Regions from separate parts of the Rattus norvegicus genome. Here regions 1 and 3 are each linked to region 2. Evidence: chromatin contacts called from public Hi-C data. All regions are on one chromosome and are shown on one strand. Each heading gives the region's core, a stretch centred on a gene start, on an enhancer-like site or on the middle of the called end of the contact. The rest is flanking DNA. Distances are from core to core; before and after follow the strand shown. Region 1 has its middle 46 kb from the start of Plxnc1. Region 2 holds the start of Socs2 (suppressor of cytokine signaling 2). Region 3 holds the start of Rpl36a-ps18 (ribosomal protein L36A, pseudogene 18).

The links. Hi-C and Micro-C count contacts between places; a contact is called where the count stands out from the background.
Region 1: a Hi-C map of prefrontal cortex shows a contact between it and region 2, with 6 times the contacts expected there. The contact joins the enhancer-like site here to the promoter of Socs2 in region 2. A contact is called at or near these places in 7 of 12 Hi-C or Micro-C datasets (the Rat2 cell line, Schwann cells, frontal cortex and 4 more) and 1 of 1 datasets of contacts at active chromatin or transcription factors (oligodendrocytes).
Region 3: a Hi-C map of Schwann cells shows a contact between it and region 2, with 9 times the contacts expected there. The contact joins the promoter of Rpl36a-ps18 here to the promoter of Socs2 in region 2. A contact is called at or near these places in 7 of 12 Hi-C or Micro-C datasets (the Rat2 cell line, Schwann cells, frontal cortex and 4 more).

The regions. Positions count from the first base shown.
Region 1 is chr7:31,475,006-31,478,409 of GRCr8, forward strand. No RefSeq gene overlaps it. Among named protein-coding and RNA genes, the nearest start is that of Plxnc1, 46 kb to the left of the region's middle. Within about 2 kb of position 1,681, at least 29 of the 93 cell types and tissues checked have an H3K27ac peak or open chromatin away from gene starts, as enhancers often do. A contact at or near this core is called in prefrontal cortex, where this site is marked.
Region 2 is chr7:31,928,549-31,932,078 of GRCr8, forward strand. It overlaps Socs2 (suppressor of cytokine signaling 2), which reads right to left and starts at 1,875. Exons shown (of 2, transcript NM_058208.2): 1 at 1,515-1,875. The coding sequence starts at 1,653.
Region 3 is chr7:31,587,160-31,590,932 of GRCr8, forward strand. Rpl36a-ps18 (ribosomal protein L36A, pseudogene 18) reads left to right here and starts at 1,316. Exons shown (of 3, transcript XR_010053686.1): 1 at 1,316-3,773.

The DNA.
Region 1 (3,404 bases), core at 431-2,930, 450 kb before region 2:
CCAGAGCGTACAGTTGGTCTTCATAGAGTTGCACTCTTTAATCCCAGCTAGGATTTCTGCAGCTCAGTGTCCTTTGGCCAGCCAGCCTTCAGGTCCCCAGAGAGAAGAGCCTCTGTCCAATTGTCTTGTCTACCCCGTGAACCCCGTGGCACACTTTCGAGCATAACTGCACACTCTTTGGAACCCTGGTGCACACTTTGGAACATAAGCACACACCCAGCAACCCGGCGACCGTTCCCTCCCTAGAGACTTACGCTTCTCACCGTGTGCAGTTCAAGGTCAGCAGGTTCACAGCCGCCTGCCACAGCCGTGCCTATTGATGGCATGTCTAGGTTCACACCGACGGAACTGGTGCAGGGCAAGGCTGTTCCCATTTCTAGCTTCTGCCCTACCCTGTTTTCCCCTTTCTCTTCCGAACCTGAAGAACACAACTCGTCTCTTGCTTCTGGTCCATGCCCAGGTCACAGTCTGTGAGAGCTACAGATCTCACAGTTGAGGGAGCAGGTGCTGTACTTTGTCCGTTTGGAGTCTTCCAAGGCTAGGGACAGTGGTGGCCAGTGTCTCCTTGGCCCATGCCCCACTCAGCACCCTTCCTGTCTTTCTGACGGCTTGTTCTGAGTTCCAAAGAGGTCCCCACCCTCCACATTTTTGGTTCTGTTCTTGACATCATCCTATGACATCACGCACTCATGGACATTGTAATTCCAGTCCCAATATGGCTCCTGAGTTGAATGTTTCTGTCTATATGGTTTCCCGGCTGCATGCCCACAAGATTCCTGGACTTTCACAACCCAGTAAGACCACTCGTCATCCCCACCCCCCACCCACCTCTCAGAATGATCCCAGCACATCCTCTGGGGACCCCGTTCAGCCCCCTTAGATGCTGCTCCCTCAAAGCCCGTCATGAACATGCCCTGTCCTCACGGCCTTTTCTGTACTCTACCATCTGCTTACTGGTGTTTAGCTACTGCAATGGTGTAGTTACAACTTCTCTTTCTGGAAGCTTTTTGGGAGTTCAGGTCTTCAGACCTTGCTTCTGGGGTCTGATTTAGTAAGAACAAAGGTAGGGTTAGGTAATTCTGGGGTTTATAGTTCTTAGATGCTCCTGCAACCCAACCCCCCATTCCCAATCCCCACCCCCAAAAACCCACCCCACGGCCAAGGCCTTTCAGTCTAGTGTGGTGTCTGCTGGGTTAATGGCTACAACTGTCATTGCCTAACATCTTCTGAACACTTTACAGTTCCTTTACTGTGCTGAGCCCTCTCTGTGCACTACTATACCACTAATATAACTCTAGGCTTTTACACTGTGAACACAGAGGTACAGGGAGCCATCAGTCTGCACAAGGACATGGTGTCTCTCACCCAAGGCCTTGTTTGTTCTTAATGATGGGTTTTTCTTTCTCATTTGCTTGCATGGTCCTGCTAACCAGATGGCTTTTGTTCTCCAAGTGCACCCTGCCTCCGAGCCTTTGCTGTCCTGCTTACCCTTCTCAAATGGCCAACCCCCTCCATCTTCTGTGGCTCCTGAACACATTGCAGATCCATCAGCTCAAATCCCCTCCAATTGGTTAATCATAGTTTTATAGCTCAGCACAGACAGCCGGAGTCCTCTCTCCATAGTCTTGCAAAGCTAAACTCGGGTGTCAGCTGGGACTTGGTTGTTCGCAAAGCAAGCTCTGGCTTCCCTCCCAGCTCACTGGCCACTGTCAGAACCCACTTTCTCACAGCTTGGCTCTCAGCTCTCTCCTGGCTAGCCAAATTCCGCATGAACAGCCAATCAGGGAAAACTCCACAAGAGTCCTTTTGAGTCTCCAATCTCTTCTGCCAGGAACATTCCAGTCCCTTTAAAGTATTCAGCTGATTGGGCGAGGCCTGCACTGGACAATCTTTAGATTTTTAAGATTGGCAGACCCAGGGATCTTAACCACACCCGCAGATTCTCTTCCCGGCCGCACTCAAGTTCATCGCTTGAACCACTGAGAGGAAGGATGTGTACATTGTGGGCTGTCAATCCACTTTTATTCTATCATGCTAGTTGACCTTCAGGACCCAGCTCAAGTGGTGACTGCTCTCTTCCTTGTCCTTCCACAAATGACACACACACATCCATTTTTCCAGGGGACTATGGTGTTTATAAAATAAAACACCTCCCACGCAATCCCCCTCCCACGCAATCCCCCTCCCACGCAGCTCCTGGGTCCATTTCCTACACCTACCTAGGCTCTACATTTCTTGAGAGCAGGAGCCTAGCCCAGGGCATCTTTGTGTTGCCAGCACCTGGGAGAGCCTCTAGCTTAACACATTCACTGCTAGAAACACGTGTCAGTTGAGCATGCTCTCCAGCTAAGAGCGTTTCTTTCGGAATCACATACAACAAAGAGCGGGATTGTGGTAGGTGACGGCGCATGCTTCCGGGGAAGTGCTAGGAACCTTGGGCGCTGCCTTTGATTCCCCAGGTCTTTGAAGGCAAGGAGGAGCTCCAGTTTTCTCAAAACCCCTCTGAGCAGAACTGTAGGTGACGACGGTGAGGCGGGCGAACCACTAGGTGTCACTCAAGATTCAATAAAGAGACTCAGGTCCTTAGAAAGGTATTTCCACCTTTCCTGGGGGAGGAAACTGATTAGATGGTCCCCACACATTGTTTCTGTTGGTTCACGATTCCTCACTAGCTGCTGTTTTCTCTCTGTGGACAAAAGCTGGGTCTAAAATAGGACACCAGTCAGACACCACCAGAGTTGGAACCACCTGGCCGTCGAATTCAGCCTCTCGGTTTTGTAGATAGGAAACTTGACGTGTGTGTGTGTGTGTGTGTGTGTGTGTGTGTGTGTGTGTGTGTGTGTGTGGCTTTACCGTGGGTCTGAGTTGCTCCCTACTAAAAGGTGTCTGAGATCTTCCCCAGCACCAAGTCTCCCTAGTTCTAGAGTCTGAGAAATGGAAGGTAATAGGGTAAAAAAAAATAGTAATAATCGGTTGTCTTTCTTAGAAATTAAGGTCTCTGGAGTAGGGGGGGCACACCTCCCCCTTGGAATCAGCACCTGCAATTAGCCACCGGATTTTATGCTCAGAACTGAAAGGAAGGGGCTAAGAAAGAGCTTGTGAGGAACATCTCCTGGTTGCTTTATTTTTAACAGCCTTCTAGAAGTGAAGTCTAGTCATAGGGTTCACCAACTGCCAGACTGTATTTTCCTTCACCCTCGGCAGAGGGCGCCCTTCTCCCGCGCCAGCTGCCCGCTGGGCGAAGCCCCGGAGGCTAGTCGAATCCTTACCCAGCTTGCCTGTGAAGCACCAGGGGCCAGCTGGCACATTACACTGAGATAATTCGGGACTCGCTTATGTTTCACCTTGGGACACAGTCTTGAGATCTTCTATCCCCTTCCCCCTCTGCAGATCTACAGCACATT
Region 2 (3,530 bases), core at 625-3,124:
CTTGGCATTCATCTCCCAAGTCCTGGGATGTAAAGGCCTGCACCACCATGCTCAACTAATTTCCCTTGTTATACCTTTTTTTTTTTTTAAAGCCTGTGAGTGAAAGTTTATGCCAAGGCCTACCACGAATCTTTTTTTATTTAATAAAAACTTAAGTCCATCCTAGGCACAACAGTAAACCATTTTTTTCTTTTTAAATGATTTTTCTGTAGCTTTTCTTTAAATTATGTTACAGTTTTCTTCTGAGCCAAAGTAACTTGTGCGATATGACAGACATATTGGCTGAGAAAAAAGAGAGATAATTTCAGTACAGTTTAACTGAGACAAAAACCTAAGTAAATTAGAACTAAATTAGAAGTTAGGGGAGAAAGTGGAGAACTCATTAACAGTCATAATTAAAAAAAAAAAAGCAACTTTTTTGACTGACCAGTAGCCCCCTGACCCGACCCCCGAAAAAATTGTAATGTTTAGCCTCTGTTCGAAGCCCTAGAAGGCACTACTGTGGACTGCTTGATTACAACTACCTAAGTTTCTGGGGAAGACCAAGCCCTGGTGCTCTTAGTTTACAGTCTTCACTATATTCTTTTGGACTTTGCCCTGGTTCAAACTGTATTATAACCCCTGTCCTCTGAAATCTCCATTTGATCCGTCTTGACTATGTTCTGCATTTCACTTACAAAAATAACTCAAGATACTTCGTTTAATAACTTTGAACAAAGTGCCCCCTATTTCAACCGACAGCTCTCCCCCACACACATCCCCCCCACACACACACACAAAATCACAAAATATTACCGGGAAACTTTCCTGAGGAAAGCCCAGGGCTGAAAGGAAAGACTAGAACTTTTTTTTTCTTTCCCAAGATCTACTGCTACCAAAAGTTGTCTTGCCTCAAAGTTAAGTTTTCAGAAGTCAGATTTTTAAGACCCAAATTGTTTTCGAACTAATAGGAGAAAATATAATTTTCTCTTCTTTGCTTTCAGATGCAGGAAGCTGCACTCGACCAGGCTACCCCCGCAGCTGCGATCCATACAGTCTGTAGGTCTCAGTCAGAACTTGGCTGCCATCATCCCGGGTTGCGGCAGGCATCGGCGGCTGCTCCCGGGAGCACTCGCAGCACAGACAGGAGGCAGCAGAGCCCACTGGCCGCCCGCGTACCCGGCGTTAAGGGAGCCGCTGGCTGCTTTTCTCCCACGCGGGTGCGAGCCCGAGTCCCGGCTGAAAGCAGCCTAGGCTCCACCACTCTGGGAGAGCATTTCCAAGGAGCCCAGCACGCTCCCCGCCCTCGCCCAAGCCTCGGTCACTTTCATTCTGTGGTCACCTAAGATCCGGGCATCCCTCTCTGCGGTTCCCGAGCCCCAGAGCCGGGACCGGACGCGATGAGACATAGTTCCATCGCTTTCAGTGCTCCCCACCTGGGCCCGCGTCCCAGCCGCGCTCTCCGCCACCGCCTTGAGTAGGGTGGGGATAGGGTCGCCCCGTTTCGCACTCTTCGCCAGTAGTCCGCTCCCTACCTGTTTGACTGAGCTCACGCAGGGCCTTCGCCAGACGCGCCGCCTCCGGGGACTGATCCTCCGGCGACCCCGCTGTCCCCCACTGGCTCCGTGTCCTGTCCGCGCCATTCCCAGAGGGCTCCAGGCACCGCAGGGTCATGGGAGATGAGTCAACACGTCCAAGACAGGTGGTCGCCCGAGCTGGGGCCAAAGGACCTCGCGTGCTTCCTGGAAGTCACAGGGTACCCCAAAACGAGTCTGTGCGGGGTGTCCGAAATGGTGGCGGAGGGGGAGGGGACTGGAAGCAGCTGGTTGTTTCTCTCCAAATTCCCGCAAAATGGTATGGCAAAGTCTCTCGCAGACACGGTCACCCACAGATCGCCTGTGAAGAAACAAATGCGGCAGAGATTGGGTCAGTCTGGACTGGACCCCTACGGCCGAGGTGGGGGTGGGTAAACAGACACGTGGAAAATCCCAGGGACTCCTCCGCCTGTGTGCTTCTGTACCATTTAACCCCGAGCATCCAGCTAACGCCCTGCCCAACTCTGGGGGAAAGACCGGTAAAAAGGGCAGAGATCCAAGATACTGAAGTTGGCCTGAGTGGAGGGGTGAGGACAGAGACAGGATGAGAGTAAACAAGGTGTTTTCCCGCCCAAGAACTGTGTGCAGGAATCACACTCAGGCAGCTTGGGAAACAGTCAGTCACCTGCGGGTCCGGATAGGCCTTCGTCACGGGCAAGTCGCCGGGAAAAAAACAATAAACACAAAGAACAGGGCAGTTCTCTGCACTTGGCATTTCCATCCTACATTTCCAGCAGCCCCAGGGCCCTAGGGGAGGATGCATCCGGCAAAACCTGGTTCCACGCCCTAAAGCGCCGCAGGGCTCCTGGGTCGCCAGCCGAGGGTGCTGCGGTGCGCTAGCGGTGCGCCAGCCGCTGCATCCCCGCCTCACAGGCGGCCTCGCCCCCACTCCTGCCGCTTCCCGGAGCACGCTCCGGATGAGGACGGACGGGGGGCGCAGCGGCGGTCGCTCCAAAACACGGACCGCCGCTCCAGCAGCTGCCAACGCGGGCGCTGTCGAGGAATCGGCCTGAGCGTGCAGCCCCCGCCGGAGCTCCAAATGAGGCCGGGACTGAGCCCGCAGCAGCGAGCGCAGCGGGCTATGCCATCAACTGGGACTGAGGGCTTACCTCCGCCACGGCGACTGCCGCCTCCGCACCAGGCAGCCTCCCCAGCGGACACGGGGCGGGGGAGCCGGGGGGCGAGGAGGGGTGTCCGTCTGAGTTCCCCGAGTGACGTTTTATTTGTGGAACGAGATGCCTAGGGATGCAACCGGCTCTGCGCTCAGTAGGAGCAGCCGTATTTTTCTGCGCCAAAGGCAGACAAAAATCCCAAGGATCGTCGCCTAGCGTCCCCCCTCTCCGCCCCAGGCTGACACCCCTGCTCGCCAGTGCCGGGTTTCCCTCCAGCTGCGGCGGAGATGGGCGAAAGAGTAGGGGTGGGGTGGGGGAGCAAGGGCGGAGGCTGGCGGGGAGGAGCGGGAGATCAGGTTATTAGGATTATAAATTTGGATAACAGTTGTTGGGGAATGGGGGTGCTCCGAAGATTTCCCGACGCCGAGAAGGAACCCGGGAGAGGAGGCAGTTGAGTCCGGATGGGACAGAGCCCTGACTTGAACTCTCCTGGGGCGTCCTAAACTGCGGAAGCCCAGACAGTCCGCCGCTCCCGTGCTCGCACCCCGCCGCCCTCCCTGGCCACTGTCCCCCGGGCGGAACCTTCGGGCTTCGCGAGCGGTACCTGCCGCAAGCTTCCGGGCTCCGGGCGCAAGGGATCTTGAGGCCGCGCGCCTGGAGCCCCGGCGCGCACTGTCCGCGATCCGCGCAGCGTTGGCGGCTGCCGGAGGAAAGGCTCATGCTTCAGGGGAGAAGCCCAAGGCCCGCGAGCCGCAGAGGCGGCGAGACTTGGCAAGAGTTAAACGTCTGTCCCCGGAGCAGAGTGTGCGCGCGACTTCCCAGCCCGACGCGCCTCCCTCGCTCC
Region 3 (3,773 bases), core at 66-2,565, 340 kb before region 2:
CCTTCTCCAGTATAACTGGAGCTGGAGGTGGACGACTGGGTGTATCCCTCCTCCATGCAAACGTCTGTGCAGCTCAGTGTCTGTTGTAAGCGCTTGCTTAGAAGCTACCGAAGAGGCCCTGTGGCTCAGACTCCATTAATAGAAACTTCTCGAGAGTCGTGGGGGAGAGTGAGTTGGAGGGGACTGTCCCAAGCTTCCTGCACAACTGGTCTCGTCTGTACCCATTCATGGGGCTTTGAAATAGACGTGGACAGATGGCCGCTCATCCAGAGCAGGACAACGAGGGTGAGCCGGGCGTAAGCCACAGAAAGAATGAACTATGTTTAGCCTAAATAACAGGAATGAGAGGAGGGTTGTGGTGTGGCACCTGTCCTCAAATATCTTAAGAGGCATCCCTTTAGAATGCTCTGGGTGGTTCCCTTGGCTGGGGAGTTTTTCTCAAGGTTATAGCAGATGGGATTGGAGAGAACTAGTTCTTGTGACCACACAAAGTCTTCCTAGTCTTCCTAAGAATGACTTTGGGTCATTCACCCTTCAGAGTGAACATGTGGCTTACGCTCTCTACAGAAGGAAGAGGATGTTAGAAGAGGCTAGGACTTTCCTCCCAGCAAACTCCTCCCTTCTCAGTTCCTGTTCTCCACACCCATTATTCGCTCTCTTCTCCACCCATAATAAAACTGAGGCTTTCCCACGCTGTTACCTCAGTGTCTCTTTAAGAGGCAGAATTGTCTAAACTCTTAAAGGGATGCTTTAGTACAGGCAAAGAAAATTTACAGCCCAAGGCAATAGAATCCTTGGTGTCATATCTCCTGTCAACTAATGAGGTGACTTTGGTCAAAATCTGAGCTCCAGTTTCTTCAAACAAGGGGATTTAAAATTCCTTCCTGGTTCTACGCTTCTGTGACAAAACATTCTAAGGTAGTTCGCTTTTTTTTTTTTTTAAAAAAAGGAAGATATCCAAAACTTTCTTCTTTCAAGATCCTGCCCGCCGATGTGCCCGCCCACCACCCTCACTATCGATTGTTTGAAAGCCTCACTTCACTTCCCTCCCCATTATCTGGGTGATCTTTCTTCCTACTCCACTTGTCTAAATGCCACCCATCCTCCCAGTCTTAACGTAAAGTTCTCCTTTGAAGGCTAGTGTATTTGCTGTTTGTACACTGCCTAATTGGACAAGACTGAAGCATTTGTGGCAGGAAGCGGGTCCCTTGCTACATTCTCAGGACCGCCTTTATGCTTAGTAAGTATTGGTTAATTGCTGGCACAGCTGAGAGGCTCAATCTGTAGTGGCAGACCTGAGCAGCATCACAGTTGGTAAGGGTTCTGGGAGGTCAGCAGACAGCTACACTCTTCCTTCTCGGTCACATAGAAAAGATTGGCCTTGACAGTCCTCTATCCGGGTGAGTGTTTTAGGGCATAGTGCAGCACTCCAGAATAGTGGGAGAGATTCAGTTCTGTTTGACATACTTTATCTTGTCACCGGTCTGCAAATGCTCATTGGCAACGACCCTGTACCAGGCACACTGCTAAGTACTTTACATAAGTCACCTTGTTTGACACTCATCATAAATCCCATTACCTTGTTAATAGGAGGTTCCTACTGACAGATGGGGAAACAGACGCTCAGGGGAGTTAAATAACTGGTCCAGGGTCACTAGGAAAGAACAACGAAGCCAAGAAGAGTCAAACCCAGGCTTTCTGATGCTGGACGCTGAGTGCTAACCCAGGCCTCCAGCCATGCCTCCTAGAAGTACAGGCTTCTCCTTTCATCCTAGAAACCAGGAGAGACAGGTTAGAAGACATGTTATTGGAATATACAGGAACCATATAGACAAATGCAAGCTGTCGTGGAATGTCCCCGCCAGCGGGGACCCAGTTATTCAGGGTCCCGAAGAGGCTTTCTACCTGTGGGCCAAATGGGGGTGAAGAGAAGAAGGAGACCAAGCAAAAGTTCTGTTGTCAAGGTCTCGTTTATTGGGGTGAACGTTACAGCTTTTAAGGCTTTCAGGTAGGGGGAGTGTCCTTTGTGAAACACAGAGGAGGGGGAGATGAGGGTATAGGCAGTGATAGCTGGAGGCAAAGAGGTCAGGCGGTAGGCGATGAGGTCTGGTGGTGGAGACACTGGGTGTTGACTGAGGAGATAACTGGTATCTGCTCGAGCTGAGGCATCCCTTGAATGTTACCTTCCTGTGCCGTAAATTCATGGGAGAGTCCTCTGTCCAACAATCTTAAGACTTATGGCAGTCATCTTAGGGGTGAATATCTGTGGCCAAACAGCCCAGAGTCACCTAGCCACTTTGAGCCATGCAGTCAAAAAGCGGCTAGGCCCAAATCCAATACGGCTCCCTACAGTGGAACACACAGCAGGCCATGGGAAGGGTCCCAAGATGTCATGTGCATTTGGTATTTCCTACGACAAGCTGAGGGGGGCCGATAAAGCAGAGCTCTCCATACCAAGGGCATGAAAAAGCCCACAGGGTAAACAGCTGTGGGAAGGACATGACTGACTTATAAATGCAGATAGAGAGACGACAGAGGAGTGAGACTGGGGTGTTTCACTGGGGCCCAAGAACAATAGGTACTGTATGATGGGGTGGCAGTAGGAGCCATTGAAAGATTCTAAGCAGAGAACACTCATGTAGTAATCAGATGTTTGCATTAGAGAGATAAGTCAGTTTGTAATGTAAAGATTAAATGAAGGGGTGAGGTGGGGTGCACATGTCTCTAAACCAGCCTCCTTAGAAGGCAGAAGCAAGAGAAGGGTAAACTCAGAGCCAGCTTCATAAACAGACTCTGCCGAGAAAGAAAGGGAGGAATGTATAGCAGCCTCCTCCTTTCCTAACAGAACCCCCGGGGTTTGTTCAGAATTCTCTTCTTGTAACCATGGCCGTTAATAAGAATCTTCCGAGATATTCCGGAGAGGTTTTTCTCCCTCCTACGTGAAGCATGATGGAAGAAATGGCCATCCTATCTCTGACAACTTAGACTCTGAGTATCACACCGGGAAGGGATCCGGTCGACTAGCCGGAGGCTGAAGCTGCCACTTGGGGGAGTTTGAGACTAAGAGATGTAGAGGGTTCAGTGAAACCCGTGGTGTGGCCGATGTGCTTCTGCTCTGAAGCAGATCCTTGGAAGGAAGCTGCTCTCTTTGATTTGCTGACTTGGTATTTTCTTCTGGGATTGCTGCTACTGGCAGACCGAGAGGGAAGGTTTGCTGTCACCAAACGAAGCTAGCTTTTGTCCTTTGGCTGCAGATATCTCCTCTTGGCTTCCCAGAGAGCCAGCCCCACCACTCTGGTCCTCCCTATTTGACCCATGAGGAGCACATGAACTTTCAACATGCCATGAAACACCCCTTCCCTCCCAGTTTCTAATTCTGTTGAACACCAGTAAGATTTGGATGGGGGCGGGGGAAGACCAGTGAATTTAGAGTGCCGAGTCCCCTGGGATTAAGGCTGATGTTCTGTTACCTGGGGACCTGCCTATGGCTACATACAGTGTAACTTTAATTTTTTTCAAAGTTTATTTTTAGTGATGGTTCTTAAATGCTTTAACCTCCCTTTTAGCCCACCGCCCACCACAGGTAGTGGAAAAGAAAGGATACAGGGGTGGGGGAATGGGGGGTGAGTGGACCTGTTTAGTAAGGTTCTTTGGCACAACCCCCATCTGTGCTGTCTGGAAATCAGCAGTTCAGTTCACAGGTCAGCTGTGGCAGCTCGATCCACTCGCAAACACTTCATGGATACACCAGCAGTCCAGTTTGATAGAGTCAG